2 separate regions of the Xenopus laevis genome follow, and region 2 is linked to region 1. The links are chromatin contacts, called in public Hi-C maps. All regions are on one chromosome and are shown on one strand. Each heading gives the region's core, a stretch centred on a gene start, on an enhancer-like site or on the middle of the called end of the contact. The rest is flanking DNA. Distances are from core to core; before and after follow the strand shown. Region 1 overlaps rasgef1a.L (RasGEF domain family member 1A L homeolog). Region 2 holds the start of LOC108696985 (pulmonary surfactant-associated protein D).

What was found. Hi-C and Micro-C count contacts between places; a contact is called where the count stands out from the background.
Region 2: a contact with region 1 is called in a Hi-C map of the XL177 cell line, with 2.2 times the contacts expected there. The contact joins the promoter of LOC108696985 here to the enhancer-like site in region 1. A contact is called at or near these places in 2 of 4 Hi-C or Micro-C datasets (the XL177 cell line and the XTC cell line).

What each region holds. Positions count from the first base shown.
Region 1 is chr7L:48,917,894-48,924,469 of Xenopus_laevis_v10.1, reverse strand. It overlaps rasgef1a.L (RasGEF domain family member 1A L homeolog), which reads left to right. Exons shown (of 12, transcript NM_001092782.1): 7 at 926-1,028; 8 at 2,539-2,618; 9 at 3,192-3,383; 10 at 3,803-3,926; 11 at 4,562-4,634; 12 at 4,938-5,203. The coding sequence ends at 4,962. Among protein-coding and RNA genes, the nearest start is that of rasgef1a.L, 30 kb to the left of the region's middle. Within about 2 kb of position 3,134, at least 1 of the 7 cell types and tissues checked has an H3K27ac peak or open chromatin away from gene starts, as enhancers often do.
Region 2 is chr7L:49,101,925-49,108,500 of Xenopus_laevis_v10.1, reverse strand. LOC108696985 (pulmonary surfactant-associated protein D) reads right to left here and starts at 2,411. Exons shown (of 5, transcript XM_041568939.1): 1 at 2,340-2,411. The coding sequence starts at 2,375.

The DNA of each region.
Region 1 (6,576 bases), core at 1,885-4,384:
CTATTAACCCATAGCCACCAGATATTTGCCTTTAAACAAGGTACCAGTAAAGTATTTGTTATGGGTTACTATTCCTAGTGCTAACCTTGTACCTTTTATTATATAAGGTAAGATAAGCTTGTATGGCATCATCATTGGTTGTGCTTTAGCAATATATTAGAGGTCTCATTTACAAAACCAAGGAAAATATGCACAGGGCTAAACATTGTGTCAAAGAGTTGCACTATACTCTGAAAACAATGATACCTGCATTTGGCAGAGCTGCATTCCTGTGAGTGTACATCCTCTGGAATGCACCCTCAGTATGCACAATGATCAGATTTGCAAGGCTGGGGAGCACCCCAGGTCACAAGGTGCAGGAGTACCTGCCTGATAAAGCCATTGAATCGGACTGCCTTATACATTGAGCTGTTTTTTATTGGTGCAAGGTGCAAAGAGCAGCCATTCCCAGACAGAGATTCTTTGGGGTATATTTATCAAAGAGTGAAGTTAATAGTGAAATTCCGCCACTCTCCATTCATTTCTATGGGATTTTTAAAGGAGTATTTATCAATGGGTGAAATTTCACTTTCACCCATTGATAAATACGCCTTTCAAAATCCCATAGAAATGAATTGAGAGCTGTGGAATTTCACTCTAGTGGTGGAACTTCACTCCCCATAGTGTATGCTTCCTTACTTGCACTTGCTTCCGGGACCATAGTAAAGAAGTCCATATGTATTCTTCTGTAACTTTTCTGGAAAACATACATACAGTATATCCAAGACTCACTGTATGAATATGTGGTGACACCTTGGGTGAAAAGCCTTAAATATCATGAGAAAGAAATGACCAGGGCATACTGATATTCGCATTTTATTATTGATTGAAAAGAATATTCTACACTCCTACTAATGATGCTATTTCTTTTTGTATTATTCTAAAGGTGGTGAAGAAAAAGCACAGGACCAGAGTAATGGAGTTTTTCATAGATGTAGCCAGAGAATGTTTCAACATTGGAAATTTCAATTCCATGATGGCCATCATCTGTAAGTAGATTTTTTGGACTTAGAAAATGTTTCAATTAAAAATTGAAGAAGCCCTATACTTTCCATTGCACTTTGCCTGGTTTGAGCTGGCAAAGGCAAGTCTGGTGGAACAGGTAACGTTTGGTAAAATGTGCATCTTAGTGAATTTGCGAAGTAACACTCTTTCGCCAAAGCGAAACTTCGCCTGGCGTCAGAGTGCGAAGTAGCGCTACAGTCTATCTCCTTCGATAGCGAAGTTAAGTGAGTGCCCATTAGTAAATCAGCGAAGTAACAAAATGACGTCAAGCTGGGGAATTTTCGCTAACGTTAGTCACTTCGCCCTTTAGTAAATTTGCCCCTTGATGTCAATTAAATTTTGTTATTTCTGTAATATGAAATTAATCTCACTTGATAATTTATTGGCCAGATTAGTGTTATGTTTTCACAAGGCTGTTCAGGCCAAAACGGAACAGGTGGCAACTATATATATATATATATATATATATATATATATATATATATATATCAGGATAAACAGAGCATGAAATGAAATTTATCCAGTGATGCACTGCCATCTTGTTTCCTGTCTCCAGGATCTCTGCCTTGGCCCTAGGCTGTGTCGCTCGCTAGAGTAATACCCAGGGCTAGTGCATTTTTTGGCGAAAAAAACAGCCCAGTCTGTGGAAAGCAATTATAAAAATTGACAGGGGTGTTTAACAAATTGATACCCTCCAGTGATTATCAATCTTCATTAACAATCTCTCACTTTGGATTGGCTTTGTATGGTGAAAGAGAGAAAATATACCTGTAATAAAACAATATGCTTTGTGCTGCATTCTGCAATAACCTTTACGAAGACAGATATTGGCCTTACTGGGGATTTTGTACTGCAGAGACATACTGTATCTGTTGGATATATCCACTATGATAGGAAAATTCCAAACTTAATTCTAATTTCAGTTTTGATATGACAAATCTGCAGATATTGTGTTCTCATTAAATTAAATATGGACCATTATTGGTATTACATCAGGGGGCCTATTTATTAAACCTCGGTTTTTTTCTGGTCGAGTTTTTAAAAAGGAAAACTCAAAGTTTGAGATTTATTACACCCCAAAGCTGCAAAAAATCCAAATCCGAAAAAACTCCATCTCAAACCTGTCGAGGCCATGTAGAAGTCAAGGGCAGATGTCCGTTTGACAAATGAAGATGACGTGATTTGCGCTGGTTTTAGTGCGATAATCTGAAAAAGTCTGGGTTTTGGGGAAAAAAAATCATTCAGTATGATTCGGGTGTTATACATGAAAAATTTGTATGATTCGAATTGTCGAGACTTTGGTTATTGTTTAGGAATGTAGTAAAATATGTTAGCATGCTGCAGAAATAAGGTATAAAAAAATGCAAACATTGTCAAATTCATTGTTCCTGACCTTTTTTTACCTTTGATAAAGTGTGTTAGCTAGCTGATGGGGAATGTTTTAAGGTGACACTTATGTACATTTATGGGTGTTTTTCTTTTCTCTCTTTTTAGCTGGAATGAATCTCAGTCCTGTAGCCAGGCTTAAGAAGACGTGGTCCAAAGTGAAAACAGCCAAATTTGACGTTCTTGAGGTACAGGAATTGATTTCTGCATACATATATATATGTAGAAAGAATACTCTATGAATGACCTATAGACATTTTTACAATGCAAAAACTTGCAGAGAACCCAAAGGTTTTAATGAGATTTGTATGATAAATAATGTTCTGTTGTTAGCAATAAGCAGTCTCCATTGTTTTTAAATACATCAATATTAGTGACAGTCAAACTATTACTATAAGCCACACACTTTAGTAACTTGAAGTACAGTATATGGACAATTGCCTCAGTTTCCTAAGATATATCAAGATCATGACTCGGTAAGAATCTGCAGTCCTTTAAATACTTCTGACTACAACTCTCAGCATATGTTATGGAATGCTAGGAGCTGGAGGACCGGGAACTGGGCAGTGCTGCTATATGTAAAATATAAATATTTCTGCTCTTACTAGACAAATAGAACAAGTTTAATAGTAGTGCACACATATTAGGCCTGCAGCTGAAGATGCTGTTTAACAGATGGTGAGGTGTGACATCAGCACCCTCTAGCTACCACATATTTAAGTGCAGTTAATCACGATCCAACTGCTTTCTTTTCTTCACAGCATCACATGGATCCCTCAAGCAACTTCTGTAATTACCGTACAGCCCTGCAGGGAGCAACCCAGAGGTCCCAAAGTGCCAACAGCAGTCGGGAGAAAATTGTAATCCCAGTTTTCAACCTTTTCATCAAAGACATCTTTTTCCTTCACAAAATCCATTCTAACCGCTTACCTAATGGACACATCAATTTCAAGGTAAAAGCCCCTATTCTGCTTTCCTCTTGATTCTGTAATTGAGATCCAGAGATACAATAGATAAAGTCACAACTTGTGTTGAGTTCTATATCACACAACTAGCTTCAGTACATATTTAGGCTACCAGATCATATGAAAAATCAAGCACACTTCTAATTAATGTAGATCCAGGCACCTGGGTCCACTTTACAAAGGTGCAGCTACAAGCGAGCTAAAGTCAATACTGTGCAAAATATGGCTTTAAAGTGGGTAAACTCACTTCCCAATGATTTTAGGGGCCTTGCAGTGTAAAGAACAAAATTAGATGGACAACTGTCTTCTTTACACTGCAAGGAAAGAATTATTCTTATTTCAGTTATTTTCGTTGTATGTTCTTACACGGTATGTGTAACACAACTATCACTTTTGTATGTGTTTAGAAATTCTTGGAGATTTCAAGACAGATCCATGATTTCCTAACTTGGAAGCAGGTGGAGTGTCCATATGAGAAAGACAAAAAGATTCAAACCTACCTACTAACCACGCCTATTTACACTGAAGAAGGTAACATGAGCACTGGTCTCCTTCTTTTGATAATAGCATGTTTTCATTGCTGAAATTGCAACTTACTACTCATCATCAGTGCAATTACCTTTATTAATTTACTATACATAGCTATTTTCAGGAATTACTTAAACCGAATAATGATTTTTATCTAATTGAAGAAAATATAATTCAAACCAACTTTTAAATGAATACAGTCATAATACCTTTCCAAGTTGCCAGCCGGTTAATATTTATGTGTAGATTTACAACCCCTTTAAATGTGCAAGATTGTTTTGTTAATATATATATTTTTGATTTAATAACATTATCCGTTTAGTTGAAGTAAGTGTATGTAGCGGATGCTTGTTAGATCAGTTTAGGGAGTTGGAGGCACTTAGAAAGCCTGGTTGAAGTGAAGCAACTGCTTCTGTCCAGTTGTCAGCACAGCTCCAAATGCAAATGGGACAATAGAACAACATGCAAATCATTGGCTGTCTCAGCAGACACGCTGCATCAGTTTTGTGTTGTCAGCAGTAATTTTAGAGTGCCATTTTTTAAAAAGAGGTTGCCATATTTCTGTACTCACAAGATATGTGCTTTAACTGCCATTTACACTACTACTATGATTACAAGCTGTAATTTCTTATTTTTAGCCCTTTTCCTGGCTTCCTTTGAGAACGAAGGTCCAGATAACCACATGGAAAAAGACAGCTGGAAGACTCTCAGGTTGGTTTGCAATATTTATATTACAATTCACAGGAAGAGGCTTAAATACAGAAGCACTTATGAAACCTAACACCTGACAAACGGTAGGGACAGCAGGAAAGAAAAATTATGATTTAATAATGTATATGGATGCTAGATCTGGTTAAAAAATGGTTCTGTGCATGAAGAGGAAAGATTGATACATTGCCAGTTACTAGTGATGTAGAAAGAGAGTTGTGCTGCAATAAATTGCTTTTCAGCCTATTTTAGATTTGTATTGCACCATGGTTTTGAGTTAAAATAAGTTTTCTGTTTTTTTTACAGGTCAACGCTTTTGAACAGAGCCTGAAAACCGATCAATCAAAGCCTGAAGCACATACAGGAATAAAAGAATTTTTAGATTTCTTTTTTTTGTGCAGAATGTTCTTGTCAGGAAGTTAGTCCTCACTGGTTGGGGCTTGCCGTTTTTTGTACATAATATTTTATGAATCCTAAAAATGAATGGTATATAAATATATATTTCATGCTTTAAGTACTTATAATGTAAAAGGGAATTTTGTTTCTTATTTTTGTGTTTTACTAAAAAAAAAGAAAAAAAATATTACCCTTTGCTGCAAGTATGGCCACTACACAATGCAAAGGATTTCTCTCCAGAAAGCAATGCTTTGCATCAGCCCCTATACTGCAAAAGATATAACTCTTCGAATTAAAGGGCCGGGCCCTGTGTTGACTAAGTATACGAGTGTTTATAAGGAAAATACATATGGGTTTTCATCCATGTTTCATCCAACATTTGTATCTCACTGGCTGCCATAGTAACATAGTTAACTGTATCTGAACCAGATAGTTACAGCGCCGAAGCACTAGTCAATATGTTTTTAAGATATTTTTAACAGAATACTAGATCTTTTATATAAATCTGGTAACAGTTTTCCTTATTAAGTTATTATAATGAAGAAAAACCTTCAGACATTTTGCTTGGTTTATCTGATAAACCCCTTGCAGGTGTCATTAATTTATACTGTGTCTTAAAAAGTATGAGCAATCAAATCTCTCACAAAGTGTTAGGTCTCTGTATATTGGACTACATTTATTCTACATGTGCTATCCGTATACTTGGTTTATCACTGATATCTGCTGCTAACTGGTGTCTAGGAATAGTTTCATTATTTATTCCATTGTTTATTCCATAGAACCTAATGGCCAATGCAGTATATCAACAGACTTAAAAATAATCACTGTAAAGGATTGCTTGTGAATACCATTTTCATAGCACTGAACTGTAAGGTAATAAAGGCACAAAAAATTGTATGCAGGGCGTTGCAAGTGCCACTTCTCTTAAAGCCTTAAGGTGAAATACAGTCTTACAGCCCTTGAGCCCCTAGCCTATATTTCAATGAAAAATGTTTATCTGCTTCAAACAATAAGAAAGAAAAAGGATCCAGAAAAATATGTCCGTTCTGAGAAATACCACTCACACAATCTTCCTTGCCTCAAAACCAGAAATTAGAGAGTAAGCCTCTCTTGAGGATTTGCGGGCAAAAAACACAGCATTTGTTTCTTCATCTACATTAATTTAGGCTTACCGTGCATATGGAAAGACAGTTATAATTGCATAGATGCAGCCACAAATTGACTGAAGGAATCTCCACAGACTGGTTGTTACCATCAGAATAGGGGAGAATGGCTTCAGCTGTATCTAGATGCACAGTAATAAATGTTAAGAACATACCAGAATGGTATCCAGTGCAGTGTACCATAGCAACTAATCAGAATCTACCAGTGGTTCAAGTGCATCCGATGCAGTTTTAGCTAATATGTAAGAATGCTGGTTCCCCATTCCTGCTGAAGTCAAATGGGGAAATTGCCAAAGAATACCTTAGGAGTACAGGACAAAAGGCAGCATCATTTCCACCAAAAATTCTGTCTGAACACCCCCCCAACTACATATTATGTGGGATTA
Region 2 (6,576 bases), core at 1,162-3,661, 180 kb before region 1:
CGAGCCCCATGACGTTACTGCGCTTAGACTAGCAACAGGCTAATAAACCCACTGTCGCAAAGGGTATCTGCACACACAGCCAAGGCTGCTAACAGCTAGGGCTTCAGGTGGAGAGAATCTGCCAGAACTGCACCCGGTAATCGGATCCAACATGGGAACGGTGAGTGCAACCTAAATATGTTTTAAATATGCTGCCTGGGGATGACCAGGAAATCTATCTTTATTCACCTATATTTCTCATCTTCATTTGATACTGTTTACCTTTCCCTTCTAATTTTGATACTTAATTTCCTTGATATATGTAATCAAGTTAAATCCTAGTTCTTTTCTTAACCTTATTACTTTCTCTTGATCATATATAAGAATAATAAAGGATTCCATTGTACAGCTCTGCAGAAGATGTTGGCACTTTATAAATATTTTTTTTTAAAAATACTAATATTAATCACACAAACAACTGAATCTCTGACTCTCTCTTAGATACAAACACATGGCATCTAGGATGGCATCGGTAGGAACATATCCTGTACATTTTCCATTTGTGAACTTTATATGTGCCATCACAATGGGGCTGTATCCATGCTGACGTATCATCTTAGCAAACAATCACCCTAGACATTGGTAGATGCAAGCCAGCCTGTTCCTTACTAACTACCATAGAACAGGTCAGATTGCACATCTGAATGACACGTACATAAGGGGGCAGGTGGAAATGAGATGGGGCAGCTGTGAATGCAGGTATACATGCTCTATAATGAACCACCAGCAATTCTATTACATGGGGGCAGGAGCCAAGTGCAAAAAACATACAGTAGTTGATTGCGACTTTGTCAAATTTTTTAAATTTGAGTTTCTGTGGCAAAACTGGCTGAGCAAGCAGCAAAGTTCAAAAAATCTTAGCAGAGGTAAAAAGAAATCACAAGCGTGAAAAAAACTTGATTTAATTTAACCTGGGACCTGTTATCCAGAATGCTTGAGACCTGGGGTTTTCTCGATAAAGGATCTTTCCATAATTTGAATCTCTTAAAGTCTATTAAAAAGTAATAGAAACATTTATTAAACCCAATAGAATTGTTCTGCCTCCAGAATTATATCTTAGTTGGGTCAAGTACAAGGGACTGTTTTATTTTTACAAAGAAAAAATTTAATTATTTGATTAAAATTGAGTCTATAGGAGACGGCCTTCCCGTAACACAAAGCTTTTTGGATAATGGGTTTCTGGATGACAAATCCCATCCTGGTATATTTGTAAAGCCGAATTTGGAAATTTGACTCTGGAAGTAATGAAATGATGGTGATATACAATTCATATGATCTAATCTGCTCTATAAGATATTTTTGCCTGATGTACTATAGATGCTTTAATGGTATTGAATTTCTTTATTTATTTGTATAGGTGTTGTGTCTGTTCTTTATTTACATCTATATATCTTAGCACCAGCCCTATTGTTTATATTTAAATATCACCTTAATTATTAATAGCTTTCCCCCTTATCTAGAAATCTAATATTCAGAAAGCTCTACATTATAGGAAGGACATCTCTTTTATTTAAATTATTCAACTCTAAATTGTATTATCACAAATGACCACATGGTGGTGATACAACCATGTATAATCTTTTGCTTGACTCTAGCAGATATACTTCTTAAATGGATATTGGGCCTCTTAATAAATGTGGGGCAAAATACAAAGTGCAAAAATCAGATGCAAACGCTATTTTTTGCACTTATATCCCACACAGACAGAGTAATATAATAAAAAGTCTTAAGCCCACTTCCAGTAACCCATAGCAAACAAGTAGAGCTATCTCCTGATATCATATCATCCTGATATTAACACAGCCCAGGTGTGTCTCCAGAATGGAACACAAATGCATCATTCACTTGCACACACTAGGAAACCCCAACGGGTGAAAGATACATTGCTACTGTGCTCAGTTTAGCACCTGAAGTACAACAAAAAAAAGTATAAGTTGTGCTCACCACTAATTTTTTAACCATTAGGAGGGGGTGCGATGAGGCTGTGTTTGCAAAATTCATATGGACAGGAGGTCCTCTGTACTTACCCTTTTTTAATATATAATCGACAGTATGGCTATTTCCCTATGGACCCCAACTGTAAATGATATCTTTATAAATGGTGTATTCCTACATCTGTACCCTAAAGCTAGAGACAGCACTTGCCCCTGCTACTCTCCCTGCAACTTTTCCTCCACTCTGTCCCCTCCCATCTAATTTTCTGTACCAGCTCTTACTTTAGCACAGGAAGTGCCTCCTGTCTCACTCCCTCACAGCTATCAACCTTTCTTTACATTCCTCTCAGGTCCCGCTTAACCTACCCCTTGGTGTTCGCTCTGTGGTTCTCCCCCTCTCATGATGCCTTTCCGGTCTTCCTCCCTCCTAGCACTCCGCTTCAGTCTAAATGCCTTTCCTTACACCCACTGTCTCACGTTTCATTCAGTGTCTACACTGTGTGGCTCCCCCCACTCACATAGTCTTGATCCACCTCCCACTTTAACTCTCCTGTCCCGGTCTTCTGTCTCCCTCCTTCTCTCCCCTTTCCCCCTCCTCAGCTGATTACACCACCCATACCAGGGCACAGCATAAGAATAAGAAAAAGACAAAGGACTATAAATGCAGGTTCTTAGCCACAAAGAGGGACTACAGGGTGTTAGAGTTCCTGACCGCTGACCATTGAGTGTATGAATGTAATCCTTATAGGGAGACCTCCAGCTAGGTAATACGAGCTTGGGAACAAGAGAGACACAGCACACAGGATGGCAGTTCAAGCTTGTTCAATTAATTGTTTCCTCATACAGTTTATATACCCTTAATGAAAGTGAAAATCCTTATGTCACAATGATCCAAAACACAGGAGTATGATGAGTAACATCCTATATCCTGTAATGGTACACATCAAGGATGTTAATTAGACAACTGAACAAAGTAGATAAAAACTTGCTAACTTGCAAAACACAAGTTTGGAATAAACAACTATTACAAGAGGATATATGTCCTCTTAGTGAACTCGTTACAAAATGGATACAGTATTATAAAAAGGAGTAATTCAGGATATATGCAATACGTGTTTGTTACAAAATGGAGTAACATAATATATGCTAATATATGCAATATGTGTTTTATCCCTCACACAGGGAAACACCAAAAACCAAAATCAACCAGGGTGCCAAAGGCATAACAGAAAGTTTAATTTTGTAGTACATAAAGCTAGATATGTAGTACATACAGTGTTGGACTGGGATATCAGGGGTCCACCAGAAAACCTTAGACCACGGGCCCACTTTTCAAACCATAATTCCTCCTATACTCACTCTTTATTGTTGTAGACTGTTTGCTATTCATACTATACTCTATTCTTCCATTATTAAGCCTCTTTTTTTCCCATAAAGAAATAGGGAATGAGCATGAAATAGTCCAAATGGATAGAAGCAAGAGGCCCACTGATACCTGGGCCCATCAGGAACTTTCCTGGTATCCAGGTGGGCCAGTCTGACACTGAGTACATAATGTCAGAGCTCTATAGAAAATAAAATACTGCACACAGAAATTGTAGAATATAATGCATAATGTACTACCTACTTATATTAATAAAGACATTAGCAGTCACCTTGGAGTTATGTGACCTGTATAAAAGCACTCGACCTGCGGCCTTGTGCTTTTATATGGTCACATAACTCCTTGGGGACAAATAATATCTTTATAAAATACAGTAGGGGTATATTATCGATTATATACTGTCTGTGCAGTGTGTAATTTTGCTAATTTGAATGCATGTAACTGCTCAATACTGATTACTGGCAACACCAAATTGGTTGAATAAGCTTGTTAAGCCTTAAACTTCATAAGCAAATGTGTCTAATTGTTCTGTCCTCTCTACGTATTACCCTGGGGCAGTGTGTGAACTACACACTGCTACATGCAGCTAAACCTCCCCACAATCCAATAAAGAGACTGAGCTTGGAGTCTGTAGATTTTACTGGATAGGCAAGTGGAATAGATAAAGAACTGAGTGGAGGGGTGAAACTGTAATACAAACAGAAAATATAAGTATGTTTGCAATGAACTGAGCAATATACAAACATGTAAAGGCATAAAATGTCTCTGCAGCAATGTCTCTGGGGGTAATGTTGCCACCTGGCCGGTATTTTACCGGCCTAGCCGGTAAAACACCAGCAAAGGCTGGGGCCCTTATTACAAATTTACCGGCAATGTAGCTGCCAGTAAATTTGTAATACATCAAACAAATGCCCGTGGCCTGCACCCAGCCCAGTAAAAACTTACCTTTTTGCTGCTGGCTTGAGTCCAAACGCGCACGGTGGCCCCGCCCCCTTTGACGTCACGACTTGCCCAGCCAATCACGTGCCATGGATCCACCCCCTTAATTGTCGTGATCCGCCCCTTTGCAGTCAGGGCCTGCCCTTTTATTCCCGTCCCCTCCACCAGCCGGTAGAGATTTTTTTAAAAGGTCGCAACCCTATCTGGGGGTTCTGGCAGCTGTGGAGGTGATTTGGTGCAACTATTTGCTTACCAGCAATGCTACCGTGAGGAGAGATGAAACCGTGTGCTTCTTTCACAGCATGGACTGTAAAATGGAGTCCTAGCTCCCACAAGGCACTGTTTTAGGTCACATGTTGGGAGTATGGTAGCCTGATTAGTTCAAATGCAGTTCTGCCATAAGCCATGTGGAGGTGCAGAACAAATACAGGAAGTGGCCTTGCGCAATTATAGCAAGCATCCAATTGCAAGATGTGTTTCTGTTTATCTCTTCTCTGAAGAGTGACAGCATGAGATCCTCAAAGCAAATCTCAAAAGATCTGAAAACAAAGATTGTTCAGTAACATGATTTAGGGGCTACAAAAAATCTCAGAGGTTTAAACTGTCAGTTTCAACTGAAAAGGTGGCCATAGACTCAGAGATCCGCTCAATGGTGATGTGCCAAACGAGCGGATCTCTCCCCAATATGCCCACATTGAAGTGGGCAATATTGGGCTGATCTGATCATGGGTCTTCGAAACGGATCTGATACAGGCGTTTGGATCACGGGACCGTATAGATGCACCGATGCGGCCGCTACCCGACAGGACTTTTTAAACTGCCTGATCGAGATCTGGCCTACTATTGATCGGGGAAGCCTGTCGGATAGCCCCACAAACACAGGCCAATAAGCTGCCGACTCGGTCTGTCTGCAGCTTTTATCGGCCTGTGTATGGGGGCCTTAAGTAATGTAATCAGGAAATGGAAGGCCACAGGCAGGGTTGCTGTAAAACCCAGGTCTGGCAGGCCAAGAAAAGTACAGGAGCGGCATAAGGATTGTGAGAATGGTTAAAGACAACCCAAAAATCACCTCCAAAGACCTGCAGATAGTGTATCTGTACATCATTCTAAAATTCAGCGCAATTTGCACAAAGAATATCTGTATGGCAGGCTGATGAGATAGAAGCCCTTTCTGCACTCATGCCACAAACAGAGTCACTTATTGTATGCAAAAGCTCATTTAGACAAGCCACAGTCATTTTGGAAAAAAGTGCTTTGGACTGATGAGACAAAAATTTAGTTATTTGATCATAACAAAAAGCACTTTGCATGGGGGAAGAAAAACATCACATTTAAATACTTGCTACCTACTGTCAAATTTGGTGGATGTTCCATCATGCTGTGGGGCTGTGTGGCTAGTTCAGGGACTGGGGGCCTTGTTAATGTCAAGGGTCGGATGATTTCAACCCAATATCAACAAATTCTTCAGGATAATGTTCAAGCATCAGTCACAAGGTTGAAGTTACACAGGGGTAGTATATTCCAACAAGACAATGACCCTAAACACACTTCAAAATCTACAAAGGCATTTATACAGAGGGAGAAGTACAATATTCTGGAATGGTGTCACAGTCCCCTGACTTGAATATCATCAAAATCTATGGGATGATTTGAAGCAGGCTGTACATGCTCGACATGGAGAGATTTTGTATAGAAGAATGGTCAAAAATACCACCATCCAATATCTAGACACTCATCAAAGGCTATAAGAGGCGTCTACGGCTATAACATTTGCAAAAGGAGGCCCAACTAAGTATTGATGTAATATCTCTGTTGGGGTGCTCAAATTTATGCACAGGTCTAATTTTGTTATGATGCATATTGCATAGTTTCTATTAATCCAATAAACATTGTGACACTGCTGAAATACTACTTTTTCCATAAGGCATGTTGTATATTAAAAGGAAGTTGCTACTTTGAAAGCTCAGCCAATGATAAACACAACTTCAAAGAATTAAGAGGGGTTCCCAAAACTTTTCATATGACTGTAGATAGATAGATAGACAGATATATAGAAAAAAATCCTTTAAATAATATTTTTAATTAAAAAATTAAAATAAATTTTTTATTTTGGTTGTTTCATAATACTCTTACCTGCGCAAGCGCCCAGACCAGCTCCCCATGGCTGCTTTAGGTGGCCTCCCTGAACTCCCCCTGCCTCAAAAGCAGCTTTAGTTCTTGTGGCTGTTGTTTGGACATAAAATGATAAGTGGGTCAGAACAGGAGGGTATAAAATAGGGG